Regions from separate parts of the Mus musculus genome. Here regions 1 and 3 are each linked to region 2. Evidence: chromatin contacts called from public HiChIP or PLAC-seq and promoter capture Hi-C data. All regions are on one chromosome and are shown on one strand. The core of a region is the stretch at or near the end of the contact, and the rest is flanking DNA. Distances in the headings are between cores, read along the strand shown.

Region 1 (4,044 bases), core at 1,344-3,843, 140 kb after region 2:
GGTTTCTGCAGGGGCTGGAGAGGTGGCTCAGCAGTTAAGAACACTCTTTCTGAAAAACAGAGTTCAGTTCCCAGTGCCCACACCAGGTGGCTTACAACTCTAGCTACAGTAAGTGATCCGATGCCCTGTCTCCTGAGGGCACATGCACTCATTTGGGAATTCACACACACACACACATGCACACAGTTAAAATTAATTTTAATAAATTAAAAATATGTGCATAGATACACATACATTAAGCAGACATTTGTATTTTTCTTCTATTTCTTTACAATGTATCACAATGTTGATTGTAATTATCACATTGTAATTATCACAATGTAAATGTAATTAAGTATTGCAATCCTACATTATCATTTTTACATTAAGGACTATTCAAAGACTCAGTATTCTTCAAGAGGCTTATTGTAGTACTGACTCTGTGTAGGATAGCTACACCAGGTGGAGTTCTGACCTTGCTATTGTACTGATATAGATAAGTTAACCATATCAGAGGGACTGTGATTGGGGTCATGATGACAAGATGTGGACTTGGGATGATTAATTTTGATTGTACATATGATAAGGTCTGGGATTAAGAGGCAACCCTCAAGATGAGTCTGAGAGAAGATCTTGAGTAGGTGGCACTTTCTGACCAGATACAAAAAAGTTTGAGGAAAAAAAAAGTGTTGCTGGCCCCTCTGGCCTTTTGTTTCTTGCACATAACTGCATCTATCTAATTTTTTGGGGGGTGGACAGAGTCTCTGAGATGTAACCTGACTGTCCTGAAATTCACTCTACAGACCAGGCTGACCTTGAACTCAGAGAGCCACCTGCCTCTGCATCCTGAATGAATTATTCAGCCCATCTTTAATGACATTAATTTCTGCTTCTTTGGCCTTCCATTGTGACCTGGGGATCAGAATTTTCTGTGGAACTTCCAGTCCTTTGAGCATCCAACCGGGCTTGCTGAGGCATCCAGTCTCATAGCCTGGGTAACTACTGTGCTCTCTCCAGGGCACAGATAGCCACTGTTGAACTATTCAGGCCCTGTTGATTGTAAGCCACTCTAACAAATTGTGTGTGTGTGTGTGTCGCACATGTGTGCACATATTATTGGTTTGTTCTACAGAGCTCTACCTGATCAGGAAGGTTGGCAGGAAGCAGCAGGACTGTGATGTAGAGAGGAAAGGGGTCCTGAGAGGACTTGGAATGACAAACGTGAATACAGATTTTGGGAGGAAAAGGGGCTATGGGAGAAAGCAGCGTTTGAATCGATGGTATTGGAGGTGAAACCCTTTTAGGTGACACTGAAATGTTAAGTGTGACTCTGGCAGTAGGGAACCAGTGCAGCATGGAGCAAGGGGCACTAGGAATGAGGCCAGTGGAAGTGTAACCACAACTGGAGAGGCCAGAAGGGTCCCTGGTGAAAAAGAACAGTCAGACTGGGATGCAGCCCAGCGGCCAAGAGCTTGCTTCAACTCAGTACCATAAACAAAACCAAAAAGCTCAACTACTGCTCAAATTGGAAAATAGAGTCCACTGATGGTTCTTGAGAGTGAAGAGCAAGATAAGAAAGCATCAGGCCCCGAGGAGTTTAAGGGAAGAGATACTACTCACATCTCTCTCTGCCCATCGGGTACAGACACTAGCCCAAGGACAAGGATGGACTAGGCAGGGGCCAGATCTTGGCATGATGCACTGAAGCCTCAAACTCTTCGGTGGAAACTGAGTGGACTGGGGCTGTCCCTGCTCTGTGCTGCCCATCCTGGGAGCAGTTTTGCATTAACGAGGGGAAGAGACCTCAGATCATGAGTTTTGATCATAATGTGACCTAAAGCAGGCTGGGAGCAAGGAAGGGAGGAAAGGAGAAAGGCTCGGATCCTGGAGAGGCAAGGCAAGAGTGGACTGGCTGCTGGGGCGGAGAGGTCTCCCTATGTCTCCCCTCACTTCTCTACTGTCCTGTGTTCCAAACCTCTCCTGACCCAAGTGCCACAGTATCTTTCCAAACACGTTGGAAACACATCTACCCAGAGACCTACCTACTGCCACACTCACCAAGGCCAAGTGACCCCAGAACCAGCTCGGTTTAGGGGGCTGAGGGAAGCAACGAAGGCGACTGCAGTTGTCATAGAAGGCATAGATCCAGGCCAGAATTCGGGCTAGAATCCAAGATGCCCCTCCCAGCAGCAGTAGATGCCACGGAGAGGCAGTCAGGGACCCCATTCCCAGCCAGGACAGACATAGCTGTAGCATCCTGCAGGGCAAATAGGCAGAAGGTGAAATTCTGAGGCTCCGGAGAAGGGTGGGGACAGGCCCGTTTACTAGATAGGAATATAGCTAGCGATATAGACTGGGAGGACTTGGGGGCAGCGCAGGAAGAAGAATGAACATTGAGAGAGAAGAGGAAGAACACAACAGGCAGGACTGTTAGCATTCTAGAGGGCCTCAGCCTGAAGAATAAACTACGGGCGCAATTTCCAGGAGACCAAAAGTCTCCAAGGTCAGCTCCCTACAGCCATTCCAGCTGTGGGCAGAGCTCTCCCTGTTCTGAGCCAGAACTCGCCTTGTTGCCTTCCACCCCGGCACCTTCTCTCACGAGCAGCGAATCTTCCACAACTTCCTGTCTTCTCTGAAAACATTTTGTCCCGGAAGCTGTATGGGAAGTTCAGCTGGGCTGAACCAACCAATCCCTCCAACCCTCAGCCCAACCTCCAAGCCTGGGCAGGCAGCCAAGGCCAGTGGGGGCGGGTCCAACCTTAAAGGGATGGAACTAGACTGAGAGTCATAGGCTTAGGTGGGGCATCCTCAGCGTTTAACCTTTCTGCCTGAACCAGAGACAAAGGAGTTACAAAGGAGATTCCAAGTTTAGGAGTGCACCTGCCCTCCAAGGGCTAAGGGGTGGCAGATAAATCTCTCTAGCTCCTCTGCATAGTTGTCTGGGTAACAGCATGCAGAACTGTGAGGCTCTGAAATGCATTTCCTCTCCTCTCCCCACGCCCAACAGCTGCACAGCCTGGCAGAGATCGATTTCTTCCTTCTTGAACCCTAGGTTCTAGGTGGACCAATAATTGCAACCCTGCTGGAACCCACTGGGTCAGAGAGTGTAGGTTAAGCTCATGTGAGGCTGAAGCTCAGAGATCTGAGGGAACAGCTAAAAGGGGCCGTGAGCAGAGGGGACACAGGCTGAAGGTCAGATCTGGGCGTGGGCTGATGTCATAGATATGCGTTAAATATTGGGGGTCAGGAAACTTCTATTTTATTTTATTTTGCTGGTCATGTTTTGTTCTATCCTAGGTGGCTGGACTATCCAGCCTCTGTCTCCTGACCCTCCAGCAGTGCCAGGCATGGGTTTCCTCTCATGGTGTGGATCTGAAGTTGGACCAGTAATAAATTGGCAACTTCCCCGAGTTCCTTCTGTGCCACCTAGCCCAACACATCTTGCAGGTAAGACAAATTGTGGACTGAGGGTTTTGTGGCTGGCTTGGTATCCTAAGCAATGAACTGGAAGCCTTGCCCGGTTATTGAAAATGGGCTGGTTCAGGCTAGGAGTTTTATGCTAGGAGTTTTCAGTAGGGTTGGCCTCCTGGAAGTTTCCATTGTACTAGGTTTCTACCTCACCCCCAAAGTGCCTCCCATTCTAGTCATTTCTCCTCACCCCAAAAATGCCCTACCCCCATCTCCCAGTTCTCCCAGTATTTTCTCCCACCCCCACCTATTCCTTCCTGTTCTATCTGTCCCAGTCCACCCTTGGAATCTATTTTATTTCTCCTTCCCAGAGAGACCCATCTGTACCACTTTGAGCCATCTTTAGCATCTCTGGGTGTGGACTGTAGCGCAGTTATCCTTTGCAGCTAATATCCTCTTAGAAGTGAGTATGTACCATGTTGGCCTTTCTGGGAAAGAGATATCTCGACCGAGAAAGTGTTTCCATCAGGATACCTGTAGGGAAGTCCATAGAGCATTTTCTTGATTAATGGCTGATGTGGAAGGGCCCAGCCCACTGTGCCTGGTGCCATCCCTGGGCAGGTGAGTCCTCAAGTGTACATGAAAGCAGACTGAGGA
Region 2 (4,131 bases), core at 950-3,449:
TCGAGACATAAAATATTTTTCTAGGCAGATTTTCCTCAAGTTTGTGTCTTTCCTCTAGGCGTGTGAGCACTGATTGATTCATTCCCAGCCTGAGCCAGCACATACCAGTCCTTCCTGTAGTCCTAAGCACAGATGACCTCAGAGCAAACTGCTCTAATCTGGGCGCTAACTGTGGCATCTTGATCACATCAGGCTCTCTTATCTTTTGTCCGTTCCTTTTTATTCTGGTTTAAGCACAGCTTTCTTTAGCCCAACCCTATGAGAAGCTTGTGAGCCAACACGGAGGGCTTTCCCCTTTCACAGTACATTCACAACACTGTCATGGCTTACCTCCATCAGGACTTCCGTTTTCAAACAATATTTAGAAACAAACCACATCAATTACAATTTTGACAGAGGCCAACCCTGTCCATCCCAGGTATATATGGCTCTCCCTTTCTATGAGTCGGACAATGTTAGGAGGACTTGGAAAGTCAGGGATTCAATGCCAGTCCTAAGAATCCTTAGTCTAAGAGTACAGGTCAGGGAATTTGGAGGAAGAGTCCCTTGAATCTGCATCCTGGTTAGCTTCAACTGTCAACATGGCACAGTCTATAGTTATCTGAGAAGAGCATCTCAATTGAGAAATTGTCTGGATCAGATTAGCATGTGGATAGTTAATTGATGTGGGAAGGCCCAGTCTATGATGAAAAGAACCTTCCCTAGGCAGGGGGTCCTGGGCTGTATAAGAAAGCTATTTTAGCATGAGTTTATAAGCCAGCCAGCATTCCTCCATGGTGTCTGCTTCAAGTGCTTGCCTGAGCTTTCCCTCTGAATTCCTTCAATGATGAACTGTGACCTGAAAATAATAAGCCAAAAGAACCCTTTCCTCACGAGCCATGCTGCCTTCAGTCAGTATGTTACTGCAGCGACAGGATGAGACTAGAGCAACCTGCAAGGCTCATTGGAAAAGCAGGTGCCACTGAAATGAGACAAGGAAAAGACGGCGGGGGGTGGGGGGGGGTGGGGGGGGTGGGGGGGGGTGGAGGGGGGCGTGGGGGCGGGCTGCTTGTAGTTAGTTCATGTTGCAGGTTATGCCAAACCTAGAATGGCTCCATTGTGTTCAGCAACAACGTTAATCTGATTTGCTCGAGTTTTAAGCATAAGATCTCATAGAGGAAAAAGAGCTACTATTTGCCAGCACTCCAGAAGGCACAAAGTGACATCAGTAAACAACTCCTGAAAATGTACCAAATTTTATCAAAAACACTAGACGCATGAGCTTATCAACCACAATATATGCAACCCCTCACCTGAATTTCTACAAGGAGCACCCCAAAACCAGAGTGTGGCACACAGGCAGTGATCACAGGGTCAGCTGTCAAGAGAAGGGGAATAACCGTGGGCAAGGACTCCCTCCCGCCTTTGTCCTCGCAGTTTCTCCGGCTTAGTTGATCGATGAGAATTATTCGATCCTCAACAGCCCTCTTTGTCCCCGTATTAGCTCCAATGCCTGGACTCCAGTAAAGCTTTGTGTGCTTTCAAGCCTTTCTAACACTTTCTTAACCATTCTGCAACCTGTGTTTTGGTTCATTATTGTGTGAAATGTTAATATGTGGTTTAATGTTAGTGATTAAGATTGGAATAAAAGAGCAGTGGCTGCCCACGGCCAGAAAGAAGGCAAAATCGGGCTTACTTGGAAAACTGTAGTCAAGGAAAAAGAATTTATTGGCTATTTAATAAATCGTGACAGTGTAAAAAAGATCCATGTCTCTGTATGTTTCAGAATAACATGCACAAGATCCGGGGGTCAACACACCTCTTACCTCCTCTGGTGCAGAACCCCCAACCCGAGTACCTAGTCTCCACCACCCTCTGCCACCACCACCCACTCTGCCTAGACCTGGCACTGCGAGAGACCAGATGTGTCTGCTTCAGTGAGCGCTCAGCAAGAGACAGGGCAGCCTGGACCAGCTCCACCCGGAGGATCCCGCTCTGAGGCTCATCAGAGTCAGAGAGACCCCTCTGCAGACGAGAGCTGTACCCCACTGCCACAATCGCCCGCACGAACCATTTCCAGAGACATGATGTCCTAGTGTCCTCTTGTAGTTCCTGCAGTCAGTGGAGGTGAGGCAGAAATGGAGTAGAGAGAGAGAGAGACCTGGAGATTCCCTGTACAGATGCTAACAATCCAGATCCCCAAATAAGGCGGGGACCAAAAGGGGATGTCTCAGTGATACGTAGCGGCCATCTTCCTAATGCCTGGATATTTCATTGGATATGCATCCCAAAACAACTTGCCTGGTTGGCCATCAATCCACAGACCCGCCTCCTAAAGCTTTAGCGACTGGAGGAGCACACTCACCTACCACATTGAGATTCAAATTAGAAATTTTAGGTTCAAGCCTACCCAGACTGCATAGAGTACTTTCCTAGATCCTCACTGGCCCCACAGTGGGAAAGGGCAGAAGCAGAGCCCTGTCCCAGCTTTCCTGACCCAACACTTGCTCAGCGGGCAATTCTTGCTTCCTCCCCTTTCTGATGGGGTTACAGAAGCACAGAGGGATTCCAGACTCGGTGTCTATGGAAACAGCCCCATCGCACCATAGAAGACAAAAGGCATACCAGGTCTGGAATAGGAGAGAGAGGGGAGAGGGGAGAGGGGAGAGGGGAGAGGGGAGAGGGGAGAGGGGAGAGGGGAGAGGGGAGAGGGGAGAGGGAGAGAGGGAGTAAGGGAGGGAGGGAGACAGACACAGAGAGAGTGTGTGTGAGGGAGGGATGGAGGCTACCTATATTCAGTCAATAGCATAGAAAACATATGAAGGAATGAAATTATTGAAGGCATACAGAAAGTGGAATTTATAGAAAGAGGTCAAACATACCAGCAAAGTCCTCACGCTTTAACAAGGATCCAGTGTTTAATTTGACCCAGTGACTTCTGGTGTGTTCCACAAGCACACTATTATCTGACTCCAAATAGTCAATGTTTGGACAGGAGGTGCTGTACAGTTCAGCTTGTCCATGCAGATATATACAAGGGTCAAATGCAAGAGAGACACTGAGTCAGATTGTTCCTGATGGCTGTTACTAAACTTGAGGTCACAGTCTATAAGAAGCCAGGTTCAGCCACCCAACCTCGTGAAGACAAACATGCAAATTAGTAGGGAAAACCAGAAAAGAAGAAATTTATGCAATGTGGCTATGTTGGGAAGAGGAACAAAAAGACCCAGTGATTCCCCACTAGTCTATCTTGGGGTTACTAAAGTGAGACTGAAGTTTAAGTTAAAGCCCAGGGCATACTAAGCAGTCCAGGATGAGGGGTGATGCCACCCATTACTGGACTGTCACCATCTCTGTGAGGTTGTTCATCCCTTTCCTGGAGGAGATGAGCATCAGCTCTGGCCCAGGGTTTTCTTCTCCCAATACCAGATTCCCAGAGAAATCTCAATTTCTTGGAATTCACTGTTTCAATATTGTTAAAGCTAAAGGCTCTTTTAAGAAAACATTCATTTCTGTCAGGTTAATGTCAAATACAACAGTGGGGCCTAAAAGGGAAGGAAATAAAGAGACTACTCAGAAAGGGCAGCGGTATCCATTTTAAGGCTTTGGAGGAAGAGGTGATCCTGCACTTGGAGGAAGAAGTCTTTTAACGTGTGACTTGGAGGGAAGAAAGATGGCTGCCGCAAACCCATTATACAAGATATGCCATTCGAAGTCCTTAGTGGTCTAGGATCTGGTTGCACAGGGATCCTGATAATTTCTTTTGTGGAAGTATTGGGTTTCAGCTAGGAGTTAATCAGCCTACATTTCCCTGCAGTATTTCAGGCACCCTACTGAGATGTCTGTGACTTTCCAACAGGTTCTCTGGAAAGAAGAGCCTAGAGACAAGGTAACTCTCCCCCATCTTGGGTAGCTTATTTCTCAGAGCTGATTCTGAGACACCTCATGTTGTAGGAAGGTTAGGGTTAGGTTAGGGCTTGTAATCAAACTCCCTAAATGTGCTGTTTAGAGAATGACAGGCCAAGAAACTTAGAGAGAGACCTAGGAAATTTAGACCACATCACAGTCTCCCTGGCACTAAATCTTGTGGTCTCAAGGAGCAATCTGCTTCAGTGTCCTCTTTCCTATCAGCATATTATAGTGAGAATTACA
Region 3 (3,950 bases), core at 128-2,627, 160 kb after region 2:
GCATCCGCGGACCATATCTTCAACACACAAGCTTTGGTATTTAACATCAAACCCCAAACTAAAAATTAAGTCATTTTATCCAGCTATACCGTTCTAGATATACACGAAGAGAGTAAATGTCACCATGTAACTAAGATTCCTGCACACATATTTATTGCAGCATTGAGCATCCAAGTGATGGAGTCACCCAAGGAGCCTAGCAGTGGAGGAACAAATGGATAGAATATATGTGGTATTTATGAAAGTGAAGTATTATTCATCCACAAAAGAATGTTGTTTGCAAAAAAAAAAAAAAAAAAAAAAACACGGAACTGGAGATCATCATGTTAGGGAAATGAGCCAGGCTCAAATCAACAGATATTACATGTTTGCTTTTATATGATGAGCCTAAGTAGGCAAAATGAAAGTAGAAGGATGTTTATTAAGGCAGAGGGATTTTTAAAAAGCCAATCAGAGTGAACATAATCAAAGTTATTTCACAGAGGAATTTAAACAGAAATCAGTTTTGGTTTGCTATCATGGCTTTTCCCAGCTTACTCTGATTGAAGAGCAAAGGATTTATTCAAAAGTGACGTTATGACACTATTTGTATGTCGGAAAAAAAAAATACCAGGAAGAGCCCGCTGAGCCCAAGAGGCTGTGAATGGGGCTGGAGAGTTGGTGGATAAGGGCGCATGATAAACACCTAGGACTGGAGTTCAGATTCCAGCACTCACGTTAGAGATCCCCTGCACATTTCTGAATCACTATCTATGAGGACGGCTCAAATAAGAGGATCGCTGTGGCTAGCTGGCTTCCATTATTAGCCAAGGAAACCCGAGCCCCAGGTAAAGTGATGAGTGAAACAAACAAACAAACAAACAAACAAACCCTGCCTCAATGGAAAAGCGAGTGGACTTCTGCCGTCTTCCGGCCTCAGTGAGCACTCGCGCACACACGGATTCATCCACGTAGACACATAAAACTAACAAATCTTTCAGAAGCCCTGGACCTGTGTGTGGTGTAGACGGGAGAATTCTGACTATATAGCTCTGGCTGACTCGAAACTCAATAACGTAGACAAAGCTAGCGTGGAACTGGTATTAAAAAGTGCACCACCACTCCCGGGCTGGAAGGTGTTCTGAAATGTGATAACCCTCCAGGATGAAATCACATTTATTTCGGAGAAAAGGTATGAGCTTGGACAGGGCAGTTGTTGCAATCTGTACTTACAGACCCATTTCGGTGGTAAGCGTTGCTGAACCTGATAACTCAGTTCTAAGGAGTTGGGTCCGGAATAATTCACGAACCAGGGTGACTGTTACTCCCCTGAGCTATCCAATAAGAAGCACGGATAGTGGAGGGTGGCTCCCTTGCCGCCATATTTGAGTTCCGGGTAGCTGGAGGGAGGAGAGTTGTGCTTGAGCTTCCCGGTGCCTGTTCTGCCGACTGCCGCTCAGTAGGAAGAACGCCTGGATGCATCAGAAGCAGGAAATGGTGAGTGTGCCCTGGACTCTTGGAAGGTGGGCGGAGGGTTCTGACACTGCCACGGCTTTGCTGTAAGGTGGCGCCGGCTCCCCGACGTGTGCAGCAATTTGAGATGGACTTTGGGAGTGCCGTCAACCCGGGTGCACTTGAGTTGTATGCTCTGTTAGCGGAGTCCCGTCCTGTCCCTTCCCTGTGAAGCTGCTTCGTCCCTAGTTTCTAGTCCTCCCATGACGAGCCTGCGCCGCGAACCCGAGCCTCCGCTGACATTGCAGCTGCCAAGTTGGTGACGCCGCGTCCAGACTGCGGTGAAGGCACGTGGGTGGTGTGCACTGTTTTGCACTTTTTCATTTCCTTGTTCCCTGCTTTAGTTTTACACTGTGGTCATCCTGAAGAGAGGCTCGTGCTCGTGTGTTCTCTCTCTCTCTCTCTCTCTCTCTCTCTCTCTCTCTCTCTCTCTCTCTCTCTCGGCTTCTTTTTTAAAGTACTAGGGATGGAACCTCAGGTCTCATGCTAAGCGAACGCTTTACCATAGACCTGTAGACCTGTATCTCCATCCCTCATCCTGAGTTCACAGCTGGATTTGTTAGCTGTGATAGGCAAAATTCCCTATTTGTATGTACTGATTAATTAAGCTGATCATTTCTGAAGTAAAGGTTAGATTTTGGAGACCTTTTCCAAAGGAAAGTCTCGATAGCAGTGAAAAAGCCCAGGGCAGGGAGGGATTGTGTTGTTCTGTCCGTTTATACGGGATTTCACTGGGTACCATTGGCTGGTCTGGAAAGAGTTATGTAGACCAAACTAGTCTGGAACTCTAGATCCTCCACAGTGCTACGTGTGTTTCTGCTCATATGGGAGGGTATTCTGGGACTTGGAAGCCCAGGAGCCATACATACAGCTCTGAAGGGAAAAGGTGTCCCAATGAGGACATCCTCAAACACGGGAGCCCAGGAACCACACAGCTCTGAGAGGAAGCCTCCTCAGCAGTTCCCAGAGGAGGGTATCCCCAGCTGAGCTGAGGAGTTTAGGAGCTTACAGGCTTCAGCTGCCCTTTCTCTTCTCTTCTTTGCTTCTTTTCTTCTTAGCTTCTTCTGATGAGAGCCACTCCAGGCAGTAGATCTTATAAAGGAGACTTATTGGAGAGAAAAATGGAGAGGGATGGCTGCCCTCTGCTCCCAGAGCTGACTGACATGGGAGAATTGGACAAAGGGCAGGACTTGGATAGGATTTCTTAGAGAGTGGACAGAAATTTCCAGATTGAGGTGTGGTGTGAGTTCAAGTCCTGAGCTTGGGATTTCCTGTTAAGGGATTGGTGGGTTTTTTTCACCCTTTCCCCTGCATTGGGCCCATGGGTTAAGATGGGAAGTCCTTCCTGGCTTCAGGTTGCCTGGGCTGATGGGCCATCCTTGTGGAGCTGCTCCAGGAGGCTGGAGAGGAGGTGCTGCCACTGTGGACAGCTCCTGTGACAACTCCAGGCTGAGAAATTGTGGTTCGGCCATAGAGCCGATATTTTGACAACTCCTGTGCTGGCCTCTTACTGCAGCCTTAGGCAAGGTGGGAAAGAGGGGACTACACTGGGATTATAGGTGATTTCCACCCCCTCCGCCACCCACTGTGTATATATATATATTTTTTTGTTTAGCTAGCCTTAGGGTACTTCTTCAAATTTAGAATGCATAAGAGAGATTTCTTTAATCCCATCGGAGGTAGAGACCGGCCTATCTCAGAGTTCAGTCCCCTAGGGCTACACAGTGAGACCCTGTTACATATAACCAAAACAAACAAGCAAACAACAAATAAAAGCCAAACAGAACTCTTATCAGGATTATAGTTCTTGGGAAAATTTTTAATATTTTCATTTCCTTTCTAATTCGGGTAGTTGTTAGTTTTTCTAGAGAGTGTAATTTCTTTGTTGTTATTTTTTAGATTAAAAACATTTTTATGTATATAAATATGTTTGAGTGTATGCTGCCTGTGTGGGGGTACCTGCTGAGAGCAGAAATGGGTGTGGATCCTTGGAACTGGAGTATAGGCAGTTGTCAGTAGCTCTTGTGGATAATGGGAACTGAACCTGGGTCCTCTGGAAGGACAATATGTGCTCATAACTGCTAAGTCATCTTTCCAACCCTGGACAGTGTGAGTTTTGACCATTGAGAAAATCTGGGTTGGTCAGTCTGAGAGAGAAAGACATCTTTGTTTTTTTACCTGTTATTTCTTGTAGATGTGTTTAGATTGTTATTTTCTTGGTTTTATTTGCGATGTCATCTGTGCCTAGAAAATTGTCCATCTCTTATGTATTTCCAGGTTTTTGCAAATAGTTTTCAGAGATAGTCTTCTGCATTTTATTGGAACCTTTTGTAACCTCCCCAAGTCATCTATATCTTTTTATTAATTTATACCCTTTCTTTCTGTTGATATTGCTAGGTGCTTGCAAATCTTTTCTTTTTTCTTTTTCTATAAAACAGCTGTCTGGTTTGGTATATTCT

Evidence for each region. HiChIP or PLAC-seq counts read pairs in DNA pulled down with a chosen protein or histone mark. Capture Hi-C pulls out chosen DNA fragments and counts their contacts.
Region 1: a contact with region 2 is called in an H3K4me3 HiChIP or PLAC-seq map of embryonic stem cells, with 20 read pairs. The contact joins the promoter of Cyp4f13 here to the promoter of Zfp811 in region 2. A contact is called at or near these places in 3 of 39 promoter capture datasets (3T3-L1-derived adipocytes, hippocampal neurons and liver), 1 of 484 Hi-C or Micro-C datasets (liver), 7 of 115 datasets of contacts at active chromatin or transcription factors (bone marrow-derived macrophages and embryonic stem cells) and 4 of 9 other capture datasets (adipose tissue, embryonic stem cells, liver and 1 more).
Region 3: a contact with region 2 is called in a promoter capture Hi-C map of adipose tissue. The contact joins the promoter of Zfp472 here to the promoter of Zfp811 in region 2. A contact is called at or near these places in 7 of 39 promoter capture datasets (the 3T3-L1 cell line, cranial neural crest, embryonic stem cells and 4 more), 5 of 484 Hi-C or Micro-C datasets (embryonic stem cells, liver and nephron progenitors), 6 of 115 datasets of contacts at active chromatin or transcription factors (astrocytes, embryonic stem cells and stem cell-derived neural progenitor cells) and 3 of 9 other capture datasets (adipose tissue, embryonic stem cells and liver).

The regions. Positions count from the first base shown.
Region 1 is chr17:32,944,768-32,948,811 of GRCm38.p6, forward strand. Cyp4f13 (cytochrome P450, family 4, subfamily f, polypeptide 13) reads right to left here and starts at 2,594. Exons shown (of 13, transcript NM_130882.1): 1 at 2,546-2,594; 2 at 2,038-2,236. The coding sequence starts at 2,235.
Region 2 is chr17:32,807,732-32,811,862 of GRCm38.p6, forward strand. It overlaps Zfp811 (zinc finger protein 811), which reads right to left and starts at 2,200. Exons shown (of 4, transcript NM_183177.3): 1 at 2,051-2,200. The coding sequence starts at 2,053.
Region 3 is chr17:32,964,454-32,968,403 of GRCm38.p6, forward strand. It overlaps Zfp472 (zinc finger protein 472), which reads left to right and starts at 1,378. Exons shown (of 4, transcript NM_153063.3): 1 at 1,378-1,476. The coding sequence starts at 1,456. It also overlaps the pseudogene Cyp4f41-ps.